Linked DNA regions of Lactuca sativa: region 2 is linked to region 1. Evidence: chromatin contacts called from public Hi-C data. All regions are on one chromosome and are shown on one strand. The core of a region is the stretch at or near the end of the contact, and the rest is flanking DNA. Distances in the headings are between cores, read along the strand shown.

What was found. Hi-C and Micro-C count contacts between places; a contact is called where the count stands out from the background.
Region 2: a Hi-C map of leaf shows a contact between it and region 1, with 7 times the contacts expected there. The contact joins the promoter of LOC111909010 here to the promoter of LOC111895568 in region 1. A contact is called at or near these places in 2 of 4 Hi-C or Micro-C datasets (both in leaf).

The regions. Positions count from the first base shown.
Region 1 is chr9:190,432,743-190,439,499 of Lsat_Salinas_v11, forward strand. LOC111895568 reads left to right here and starts at 2,614. Exons shown (of 4, transcript XM_023891656.2): 1 at 2,614-2,772; 2 at 2,871-2,972; 3 at 3,581-3,773; 4 at 4,005-4,475. The coding sequence starts at 2,919. The coding sequence ends at 4,135.
Region 2 is chr9:190,915,065-190,921,821 of Lsat_Salinas_v11, forward strand. LOC111909010 (heterogeneous nuclear ribonucleoprotein 1) reads left to right here and starts at 2,682. Exons shown (of 5, transcript XM_023904807.3): 1 at 2,682-3,045; 2 at 3,178-3,295; 3 at 3,518-3,742; 4 at 3,818-5,009; 5 at 5,435-6,001. The coding sequence starts at 3,521. The coding sequence ends at 5,448.

The sequences.
Region 1 (6,757 bases), core at 1,364-3,863:
AAACCTGCGATTAGAGATTACTTCATGGATTCAATCATGAGTAATTCTAAGACAATAATATCTTCTATTCTTGAAACAAAGATGTATAAGACATAGTTTGCAAGTCTGTTGTGCATTGGTTTTACATCAACGCATCTATAAATGGATGTTATAAAATGTAATTCCATGTATGGCATAGTGAGTAAAGGGTATGATTATATAGTCAAAGTTTATCCGTTCCATTTTCCTTAGCAAGAAAAGTGATATATTTAGGGGCCCTCGGTGATTTGATGTTGACATTCATGTGTTAGGCCTAGCTCGGACTAAATTGATGTGTTCAATTAGTAGTCTGAATTTAGTCATCATAAACCGGAAATCGAGAAACATAATCTTGGGCTATGAGATTGATTTATATATATGTTTCATATCTATACAATATCTTGAAGAACGAAGGAATAGTTTATCACTTATCTTAGGGCCAACATTTGATTTTAATTAGAGTTCGGTAGTGGTTATGGAAAGCACTCTTTATTGGTTATTCAAAGCATATACTTGATATTGTAGTTGGCGACTTATTTAAGTGGAAGACTGTTTGATTAAGGTGTTTAAAGTCTTAACTAAATTGGTATAGTCTTAGTCAATAAAAGTAAAATCCTTTTTTGGGTTACCTTCAAAAGCTAGAAATATCTAGAAATGACTTTAAGAGATAGATAAAATATTTTATTAATATATTATATGATTAATAAATTGATTAGAAATAGTTGGAATTGATTAATTATTAATCATAATTATTCTAAATTAATTCGGGATTAATTGGAATTACTTAAATGTGCACGTGTTGAATTATAATTGTTCAATAACAAAAGAGGCAATTCTAGAATGGTTAAATGCATGGACGGTTTCTAAAGGGCTTCTAGGATTTCGGGATGCCTCCTGGCATCTGATAAGGAAAAGAATTAAATTGGGGATTAATTCTAATATTTAATTGTTCAAATCCGAATTTATCTGCAAGTTACCTAAACTATAAATATGACCATTATGCATCACAATGTCATGGTTAATACTAGGCCTGGCAATCGTGTCGTGTTTGGGTTGGCGTGTCGCGGGTTGGCGGGTTGGCAGGTCAAAATATGCCAACCCAAACACGACCCATTTAAATATACAGGTCACGGGTTGGCGGGTCACGGGTTGACGGGTTTGGAACTTAAACCCATATATGACCCACCAACCCGTTTATTTATACGGGTTCACAAGTTGGCGGGTTCGTGGGTCAGATTTGGGTTCGTGGGTCTAAATTTTAGATATTTAAGTCTTAAACATCCAAATGAAAATTAAAAACATTCATAGAAACATGTTACAGACTTAGTCTTATAGGTTACGACTTATGACCTTAGACCATCCACCACGAGTAATAATGTCAAAACAATCAACTAGTCTATGAATAAATTGTATATATTATATAATACTTATTAAATATTAATACTTGATACATAAATACATTTAAAAATATAATATTTTTTTATTAAGAATATAAACGGGTTGGCGGGTCAACCTGTTTATTTTTTGAGAAACCTATATATGACCCGTTTAATAAACGGGTTGATGGGTTGACGGGTTAGCGGGTTGGCGGGTTGAAAAACTCAACCCAAACCCATTTATTTCGTGTCGTGTCGCGGGTCGTGTCGCGTGTCGTGTCGAGAATTGCCAGCCCTAGTTAATACCTTATAGGATGAGAAATATGAATTTATCATCATCTCTTTTCTCTACTTGTCTGTCTGGTAACTAGGGTTTTGAGTGTGAACCATTAGAGACATTCATACTATTAGTTGTTCGCTTTCCATAGAACTTTAGAAGATTTGAATATATGAGTTGTTATATTTGATTATAACAAAAGGTGTGTATTCTAACCATATGATTTTTGATATAATATAGGTTAAATGATTGTTCAATAAGTATGTTGTTATAACTTGAGAAAATGTCAGAGTTCTAGGTTGCATGTACCCATAAATGTTTATGTAAAAATATGTTGTGCAAATAATTTTGTAACCTATAAAACCCATTAGATCTAACCCAAAAAACTCAACAAAAATGAAACCGAACACTTGGTTTTTACCTAAGGTTCATAAACCCTAATAATAAAGACAAGTAAAAGAGAGATTTACTTACTGTTTACTCTTGATTTCTTTGTCGCAAAAACATGAAATTCTAGTATTTTTTCCGTCCCTAAAAATCATTTGTTTTTCTTTCTCCTCTCCTGCTTAAAGTAGACATGAAAAGTGAGAAACCCATGGAGTTTTCTTCCATTGGCCATCTAATAGTTACACCTCTAGTCTGATTAGGAAAATTAAATATTTAGCTAGATTGTGACAATTAGTCTCTCCTCTTAGACACAAATTCTATGTTCCACATTCGTATTATACTTAGACTTGAGTTTTAGTTCGATCAAATTTGAGTGGAATGCATTTGAGTCAAATTCTAACTTCAAAAGTTGATTTGATATTATGTTTAAGCATGCTAGACCACAAGTAAAATTTAAAAAGGTGACAAAATAGAAAATACTAAAGCAAAATGACGAGGGTGGGCCCACATGTCAATATTGACAAACAAAAAGAGACTTTGGGTCACACACTACAAGCTTCGGTGCAAACTACAAAGAACCATCCTTTCAAGCTTTCAACTTGCCTTCTTCCTTCTCTCTCTCACACACACAACACACACTGAAAAAGGGCATTATGTTCTCTCTCGCTATCATATGAACTGAATCAATAACCTCATCGGAACACCTTTTTCTTGGTAAATCTCTTCGATTCTGTTGTTTTCTATTCCAAGATTCGTTCAATTCGTGATCTTATCGACTGAATTGCGATTTTGACTTTTGAAACTTTTTGTAGGGTTTTGGTTGGTTCGTTTTCTTGTTTCGGGAGTGGAGATTTTGTGAGATGAGCAAAGAACGGCCACCGGAGCCGCTTGATTTCTTCATTTGGACGGTTGAGGTATGCCTAATCACTTCTTGTTTTATATCTACAGATCTCGTGGTTCAATTGTGTTTTGTGTTAATTGGGCATTTCGTTGTTTTAATCGAGAAATGTGGGAGGGAAATTGAAATTGTCGAGCCCTTTTGGGATCATGTTCTTCGTTTTCTGCAAGCGATTGTATGGTTTACACAAACTGTGCACAATTACACATCCTTTCTGATAAATTATAATTCCAGTCGTACCATTCCTTCTCAGAATCATGCTCACTGAAAGCATCAAATTACATCATCATGTTTGAGGTTTCTTTTTACAGATACTCCACATGTGCTTAGGATCAAATAGTCAATTCAGCATACCTACCATACCCATAAATCAACCAAATTTATTCTAAATGACACCCAATTTTGATCCATCATCCCTTTGGTCCTCGGATGATTCTACCAAATTTATTAAGACATATCAATACGTCTTTGTGTTCTATAGTCTATACTTGCTCTTGATTTCTATTTTTGCTCATAATCCCATTCTTTTACATTCGAATTTCCATTTTATATGTAACAAGGCCTTCGCAATTGCATTTAGTGGGTTAGTGGTTGACTTTTTTGTGGACAAAATTTGTGTGACAGGATGTTGGGCTTTGGTTGGAGGAAATAAATCTTGGAGGGTATCGCCAAACTTTTAAAGAAAATGGTGTTAATGGAGAGTATCTTGAAGGCATGTCCATGTTTACAACAGAACAAATTCTTAGGTTTATTCGACGTTGTCACATGAAATGGGGTGACTTTATAACGCTATGCAAAGAACTCAGAAGGATTAAAGGTTATATATCTTTTAAACTTTCTTTCTTGCAATACTTTTTTTATTATTATTATTATAATATGTTTTATTAGTTTCTCTTTAGCTCTTACAAGCTCCTTTATTATAGTTTTTATAATCTTGAATGGTGGCTTTTACAATACTAAAATGTGGTATCTCATTAGCATAAAGTTTCGATTTTTGGAATGTTTTGTAGTAAAGAAATTGATTAGGTTTGTGTTGATGATCCTCTAGTGGCTTGCTTGAAGGGGGAGCAAAAGGTTCGGCGACCATGGTGGGCCCCATCTTGTTTATCTGTAGTCTTTGTGAGGGTGGCAAAGCGTAACAGACAATCACGGGTAGTTTCCATGAAACTAGAACCCTGATCTGATCCACCCCACCTCACTGGGTGGGTGGGTAGGGGGAAAAGTCTGACATCTTCAGTCCTGATCAGCTTTTCCCCAGTGGATCTTGATCAGGATTCCAGATGTTTGATACATCATATCCGCAAGCAAACGTGTCCTTTTGTTTTGTTTTTATTTAGAAATCAAAACTAGCAAAAGAATTCGGTCTTATATTGTGTATCTTTTGTGTCGATTTTTATTTAGTTGCTTTTGTGTAAAGTTTGTGGATGAAGATTTATAGCATAATACGGATGAGAAATTTGTATTTGTATTTTGTGTAGATATGGTTAGCTCTCTAGTTGAGAGCATGTTTTTGTGTTAATTTTTCTTCGTTAGATGAGCTATGTTTATCGATTCATCTGTATTTAGGGTTTAGGGTTTGGTATTTCGTGTGCAAAATAAATTTGAAACGAGTATAATTGATGAGCTCATTTTTTTTTTGGATTGCAAATAAAACAAGTGAATAGTATCAATGAAAATAGTTATAACAAGTGAATAATATCACAAAATTAATTGGAGTGATCCATGTAAAAATGGTGTGGAATAAGTTTACAACTCTAAATTTTACGTAAAAAAATCTTGAATTCCGTTTTTATGCACTTGAAGGTTGAAATGGCTATCCATATTAACCAGCTCCATAAGAATTCATATTAGACTTTTGAATGTTATTATTTCTTTTTTTTTTTTTTTAAACGGATTACACAAATCCTAGTCTATTTCTAAAGTACTTACATAATAATCTTTTTCTGATAGAGGTGATACATTATTTATTTATTTATTTTTTACTTATGAAGCCAAAGAAGCCATAAACGAAAATAAGGGGTGAAGGGTGGATAAAATTTGAAGAATCAGTCCTATTGGGCTTCATCAAAGGTCCATGTTGTTGTGTTCATTGTTCAGTCCAATTGAATTTGGGCTTGATCAAAGGTTGAACTTGTTCTGTTCAGTCCAATTGTATTCCGCCTGATAGAATGCAAAATCACTAGTTTTTAAGAGGTTTATAATAAACTAGGCGAATGCCCGCGTGTTGCGCAGAAACATTTATATAGTTGAAATCTTTACAAATATATGTTTTTTTTAAATATAAAAATAATGCCGTTGTTAAATTTGATATAATAATTCGTATACTTAGTTGATATAATATATTGATTATTTTGAATTATATATATATATATATATATATATATATATATATATATATATATATATATATATATATATATATATATATATATATACACATTTATTAAAACTGCATAATCTCAATCTTTTGAATGACATCTACCTGCGCGTTATTCATGAATAAAATTAAATATAATATATGGTTTAACATTATTTATAGTTATTGTTATTGTTAATTCATTTTTAAAATTTATTTGTTAACGTTTTAATTTTTATTAGTTTAATTATTTAAAACATCAAACAATTTTTTTTTTATTTTAAAGATAACAATATAATAATTTATATAGAGTTACTTTAACTATTGTTATTATAAGTTATTTTAAGCTACTTATTTCAAAACTTTTAACGATTATAAAAATATATTTAGAAATATTTTAGTGAATTGATATTACAATTTAGTTTCTGCATTTAGAACTAAAATTTATCACTTTCACTATTCACAAAATATTCTTTGGGTTTTTTTAAGTGGAACTGAAATTTATATTGAAGTTGACACTGTAATGTTATATTTAAATTAACAATTTAAGTATTTTGTCCATACAGTTCAAAAGTTGTAGCTTTAAACTGATAATGGTTTACATACAACAACATATTAAATCTAATAAATTAAGTATAATATGTTTAAAGTTAAAGACATAACTTTATAAGTAGAAGTAAAAATATTATTTTAATATTGAAATTTAGTTTATTTTTTTATTACACTTTAGGTTTGATACTTATTTATCCTTATTAACCAATTTATAATCATTATTAGAAAGACACTATAATTTATCACTATTAACTATTTACAAAATATTTTTTGGGTTGTTTAATTTGAACTAAATTTTATATTTAAGTTAATCATATAAGGTTATATTTAAATTAACAATTTAAGTATTTTATACAAATTGATCAAAAGTTGTAGCTTTAAAATGATAATGGTTTACATACAACATATTAAACCTAATAAATTAAGTATAATATGTTAAAAGTTAAAAACAAACTTTATAAGTAGAAGACAATATATGTTTTTAATATTGTAATTTAGTTTATATATGATTACACTTTAGGTTTGATATTTATTTAACCTTATTAACCAACTTATAATAATTATTAGAACGAAATTGAAAAGTCATGGGAGTTTCAAATGAATGTGGTGAAAGGAAAAAAAATACATGGGAGTTTCAAATGAATGTGGTTCAAGAAAAAATACAAGCTTTATAAGTATATAATGAAATGATAAGGCCTTTTTAATGTCTCTAACAGGTTCCAATCTTGGTCCCCAAATTGTCTTTATAAGACTGTTGTAAAATAGATGAGAAAACTCTTGTAATAGATACCACCGGACACTATTAACCAAGCTGGATGACTTTCAAATTGCTTTGTATCTCACGAATTACGCTTACGTGATATGCCAAATCATGTCTAAAGTCATAAAAATCC
Region 2 (6,757 bases), core at 1,432-3,931, 480 kb after region 1:
ATAATCCTAATCAAGCTAAGATTATCAAAATCAAAAAATCAGGGATCTGACAGGCCAACTCGTCGAGTCCGAGCAATGCACTCGTCGAGTTGGGCCAACTCGTCGAGTTCTATGAACAGAATGTCGATTCTTCCCCCTTCTTATTTGAACGATTCACAATTACATAAAGTTCAACTGAAAAAACATCCTAGGCTCTGATACCACTAAAGGGTTTTGAGCATAACTACAAATCTTATGTGTTCATGCAATCATATAATTAAGGATCTAGGTTTTCACTAGTTGAACATGCAAACTTGAATACAAAAGAGAAACCCTAGGAAGCTAGTATATGATTCGAAATCTATACAAAATAGGGTTTAGATGTGTACCTTACTTGTTATGTAGTAGTAACAAGAAAACCTTGTAGATCTTGAACTCTTGAAAGCAAGTGCCTCAAATGTAACACGATCTAATGGCTTACAAACACTCTTTACAAGAGGATGAGAGGAGAGAGGATGGAATACTCCTAGAAATTTGGATCTTCTAGGGTTAGAAGCATTGGGAGGCCGAAAAGCACAAGGGTTAGGTTCTTTATATACTTGTGGTTGCTTAGTCCCAAAGCTAGGGTTTGCAGGAGGAAACCCTAATTTACTGCTTAAGGCCTAAGCAACCCATGAACACCTCTTCTAGAAGGCCTTTAGACGAAAACTTATAGGGCCTCCCTATAATTTTCGTCCACTCCTATCTAAGGAGTCCAAGAGCCCAGTTTCACAGCTATCAATGATTTGCAAAACAACCCTTGTACTTTTAATTAATTCCTTTAATCCTAAAATTAATTCCAAATTAATTTCTGATAGAATATTAATTAAATCACATGAACTATAATTAATATATTATTCTCATAACATATTATAAATCATTCATATCAATTTATTATTCCAAATAATAAATTCATCTTCTCTCCAAAACTCATCCTGTCAAGTTGCAAGAGTGAAGGTAACCGAAAATGATTTGTGCTTTTATCAAATCAAGTATATACCAATAATAGTTATGAGATTAGACACCTAATCCAACAAAAATTAGCATGAACTTCAAGATATAACGATGTTCTTTGTTGCAAACTTAAAAAAAAAAAACAATTTGCTTTAACTTGCTATTAGGTCACATGCCATGGTCTTATAAAAGCAACAAAAAACAATATACTTTTGTTACAAACAATTTTTTTTTTCAAAATTATGTTTGATGTCATGGTCATTAAATGTTAAATTACAAAATTAAAGTTAATGTTGATGCCATGGTCATTATAAGATAGATCACAAACATTTAAGTTATTCATATTGCATGTTATGAGTCTATTTAAATATTTTATCATGTTTTAAACCTCATTCTTCATACAATATCACTAAAATAAATAGTAAATTCACATATGATATATGTCTAGAAATATCATTTTAGTCCTCGGTGTGTGTCGTCTATTATAGAAACTTATGCTTTCAAAAATCAAAGGTTCAAAGCCAAAACAACATGATATGAGTTTTCTACAATAATCGAAAAATGCAACAATTATAATCCGTTGTTTGTCCATTTCAAGTAAAACATCGATTTTCTTACTAATATTTAAACAAACTCTTTGAAATATTCCCATGATGTACAAAAATAAAAAGCATTTGAACCATGTTGGATCTGGGAGTGATGCATAACCAACATTCATTCATGAAACTTCTTGGATTTGATATGTTTTAATCCTTCAAGACTTAAACTACCACTACCGTAAAAAAAATACGCAACAACTTCCTGTAATAAATACAAATAAACACTTTAATCCCAAGTTTTTTACTCATTAGTAAAAGGTAAATATTTAAGATTTATTGCAATGCCATTGATCCTTGACATACATCACGTGACAACCTCTTTATTTTTCCAAGTTTTCCACCGGTTTTTACACTATATTGTCATACTTACAAAAACTAAATAAAAAAAAAAACTAACAATATACTTGCAAAAACTAACCAATTTTTTAATAAATCTTACTAAAGTTACAAAAAAGAACTCTCACGCGGTCTAAAGTTAATTTCACAACATGTAATGTTTTTCCAAAACCTTTAGTTTGGTTTATGAATGAATAAAAAATAGTTATAATTAAAAAAACACTCAATAACCGACAACGGCTTGGCTCTGAGCTCTAGAATATTGTATTAAACAAAAAAAATTATAGTTGATACCTCTTAAAATTTAAGATACGATTAATATGATTTATAATATAGTATAAAATATAAGATATAAGATTATATGTTTTAGAACTTTGATTCCTTATATTGGTTATTTTGACAATGTACAAATTTTTCTTATAAAATTATCAAATCTAATTTAAAACAATGGTAATTTTTCTTGATTATTCCATAATCCTATCTTTATATAATGCTTCGGTATCAAATCAAATATACAAAATACAATTTAATAAATATAAATGAAATTTAAGTCAAATTGTAGACACAACACAAAAGTAAAATCCCACGAACAAAGTGATCTCAACCGTCCATCAATCATCTCTACCAGCTGAAATGTCGCAAACATTGCTACATGACCATCATCATGACCATACGCTGTGCTTATGCCATATGCATGTACATAAGACTGATACATGGGATTGTAGTACCAAAGGATTTTCCCAATAAGTATATAAGGATCGAATTGGAGGAGATGCACTCCTTCCATTTATCAGATCAAACACCCAAAATTATTTCTCTTTTTTCCTTTTCTTTTCTCTCTCTTCCCCTCTTTTCTCTCTCACACACACTACCGCATATATTCATCATTCCAATTAATTATAGAAATTTGATCTTTTTTTCTACATCTTCCATTTTATACATACAATACAAAGAAGAAGAGAGAAGCTCACATCAAGATTTCTTTCTCAAAAGGACATATTATTCTGAAATCGAAATTGAAATCTGAACAACCTACAAAAACGGAGGGGCAGTATCGAGGAGGATGAACGTGCCCTCGGTTCTAATTGCTCCTCCTCTCAGATCTTAATTGTTAATCGTTTCGAGATTTGTCATCTGGGTATTTCTTTAATCGGCTTTGTTTTTTGTATTCGATTTGATTTTTTTTATTTTATAATTTTTTTTTTAATTTTTTGCTAAAAGTGTGTTTCTAGATTGATTGATTTCCTTCATCTGTGCAACCCCTTTTCAGGAGGACCTGAATTGGTGTTAGATTGGTCGCCATCGAGGGATCCGATGTTTTCCTGATTGAATCCGATAATACCCATTTTATATTAGGCGTATTAATCTCTGTGTAACTTAAAATTAAGGTATATTGCTTTTAATCTATGTTTGTTTGATCTGCATTTTCGCTTCATAAACTTGAAATTTTTAGGTGAATCGAATTCTTAATTGCAATGAGAATTCTCGATCATTCCGGAACCAATTTCGCACCAATATCTACGCTATGTTGAAAATTGTTCAAACCCTTTTCCGATTAAAAGCTTTATCGAAGAAATTCACGTTGCTGATCGATTAATTTTGTTGTATAGAAAATGCAATCGGATCTCGGCAAGCTATTCATCGGCGGGATATCATGGGATACAAACGAAGAACGCCTCCAGGAATATTTCAGTAGCTTCGGTGAGGTCTTGGAAGCCGTAATCATGAAAGACCACACCACCGGACGTGCCCGTGGTTTTGGTTTCGTCGTCTTCTCCGATCCCGCAGTCGCTGAACGAGTTATCAAAGAGAAACACAACATCGATGGCAGAATGGTAATAATTTCTCCAATTCCTTTTCTTACTCAATCTCTCCATCATTCTGAACACAAAGCTTCAAATTTCCACCAGGTCGAAGCAAAAAAAGCCGTTCCAAGAGACGATCAAACCACAATGAGTAGAAACAGCGGTAGCATTCAAGGTTCACCTAATCCAAATCGAACTAGAAAGATATTTGTAGGAGGGTTAGCTTCAACAGTCACTGAAACCGATTTCAAGAGATACTTTGAGCAATTCGGGACAATTACAGACGTTGTGGTGATGTACGATCATAACACACAAAGACCACGAGGATTTGGATTCATAACTTATGATTCAGAAGAAGCTGTAGACAAAGTACTCCTAAAAACTTTCCATGAACTCAATGGCAAAATGGTTGAGGTCAAACGAGCTGTCCCTAAAGAACTTTCACCTAGCCCTAATCGCACCATGCTTGGTGGATACCCGTATGGATTGGGTCGAACCGGTAACCTTTTTAACGGGTATACCCATGGACCCTATGATGGTAGATTCAGTCAAATTCCTAGAAGTGGGTTTGCAAATTTTGGAATGGGGTTAAATTTTGAACCAAGTATGAGTATGAGTAGCCCTAATTACAATAGGAGTTTAGGGTATGGAAGAGGAATGAGTCCTTATTTTGTAGGGGGTTCAAATCGGTTTGTGGGTCCCATTAGTTTTGATGGTGTGAATGCTTTGAATGGTGGAAATGGTGGGAATGGAGGGAATACTTCTTTTTTCAGTTCGACTCCTAGGAATTTATGGGGTAATGGAGGGTTTAATTACGGGTCAAATTCAAGTGGTTCAAGTGGTTATGTTGGGTCGGGGAGTGGGGGTATTGGCGGGGGTATTTTCGGGAATTCTGGTCTTAATTGGGGTTCATCTCCGGTTGTTGGTGGTGGAGGTGGCGGTGTTGGTGGTGGTGGTGGTGGTGGGAATTCTTCTAGTGGGAATCTTGGGTATGGTGGAGGTGGTGGTGATGGTGGTTTTGGTTTAGGAGGTGGTGGTGGTGGTTATGGTAGAAATGTTGCTAGTAGTGGGGTGGCGAATGGTGGTTTTGAAGGGCCTTTCTCCGAGTTTTATGGTGGTGGTGGCGGTGGGAGTGGCGGCTCCGTGTATGGTGGTGACCCGACTTGGCGGTCAGGGAATAGTGAGCAAGAGGGGTCGGGTTCGTTTGGTGGGTATGGAATTGGTGGTGATGGCCCTGAGGCTAAAACTTCTCCTGGTTATGTTGGTTATAGTGTTGCCAAACGACACCCAAATAGAGGTATCAAGAATTCACTATCTTATTCTTTGTTTAAATTACTCATGAATCTTGAATCTTGATGGATATTTGATATAGAACTAAAAAATACTTTGAAAATAACTATGGGATCCTATAAAATCAAAATGCTAGCTATAGAAGAAGATCAAGAACTTTAAAGATTGAATCTTTTTACATCAAGTTATGGTTCTACTTCTTTTCTTTAAGCTTCCAAGGGTATTTTCTTGTAAAAAAGAGGGTAAATTCAAGATTTTGATCAAGAAATAAGGATTTGTAATTCTCTCATGTAATAAAAGAGGAAAAAGATTCAAACCCATATTTGCCAAGGGTATTGGTTGGTTAAAATATCATTCAAGCTAAAAACTTTATAATGGATTAAACAAATCTTTTAATGATAAACTAATTTCACCATTTTTTTTTTGGTACAGGAATTGCTGGCTAGTTTGGAGTTCAAAAATATGCTATAGTAGATGGAAGTTTGGTGTATCCCCATGTTAGCACACGTTTTAAAGTTTAAAAAAAAATTAAAAAAAAAGTTGGGTATCTTCTGAAGAGATAAGTAGAGTGCTCTTTTAGAGATAGAAGGCGTATAAGCGAGTTATTTTCGTGTTCTTTTTTTCTTTTATGGATTGAATTTGAGTTACATTTTTGGTCTTGTTTTTTTGAGTGAGATGTAAAATCAGTTTGCGGCGTATAGTCAAAATGTGTATCATCTTGCATCTCTGGTGAGACGGGCGATGCATAAAAAGGGATCGAGGATATGAGTTTCATTTGTAAGGTTTTAGGTTTTCTTTTACAAAAAAAGAAAAAAAAAACTGCAAACTTGTAGTTAGATCTTTGTCTCCCGTCTTTGTCTTTGTTTTTAGATCTTGTTTTTGTTGTTTCTGCTAAGAATTGCAGCTGGATTCTTGTTGGTTTTACTAGTGTGAAACATTTGAGGGATACTCATCTAGGGTTCCCATTAATAAGTTACTTGAACTATGTTGTTTCTTTGATTTAGGGTGTTATTATTTACATGAAAGATTGGTTTTTTTTAGTGAAGTTATGACTTTGTTTGGATGGTGCTATGACCACACACATTTATGTGCTTGATGTGACCAACGAATTTCTGCCTCTAGACTTGGATTTGAAGATTGGCATAAAAATATTTGATTTATACTTCTATGTTTTGTTTTGGAAACTTCCCTAATAAGGGTTTTGAGACAGCTTTTGTGCATTGATTAATCCATGTTGTGAACATGATGTTATGTTTCATGTCTTGGAGTTAATGTAGACGAACTTTTATGGCTACATGCCTTGTTGCATGTTGTTAGGATTTGAACACGAATCTGTGTGTTACTTACCATATTTTTTATGTATTATTGAGTCACCACAACTTAAATTAAAGGTTTATTTCTATCAATTACGCCCAAAATAATATTGATTTGGTTTTAAAGATTCTTTACTTTTAGTAAAAATTACAAAAAGTAGAAACATGCTTTATGCTACCAAGGAAGGCATAATACATTATTTTATTTTAACAATCATGAAGGTCGTTAACAATGATCACTTGGGATTAACATTTCAAGGGGAATTTTTCGGATTCGAATACCATATGATATAATGTTTAAAAAAAAATTGCAATGCACTTTTAGTTTACAAATAGTAACAATAAGTAACCTAAAATATCTCTAATGCTTACAAGTTTTATACTATATTGTTGTATCGGTAAAGAAATTTAATGTATGGTTATTACAAGTAAGGAAATTTAA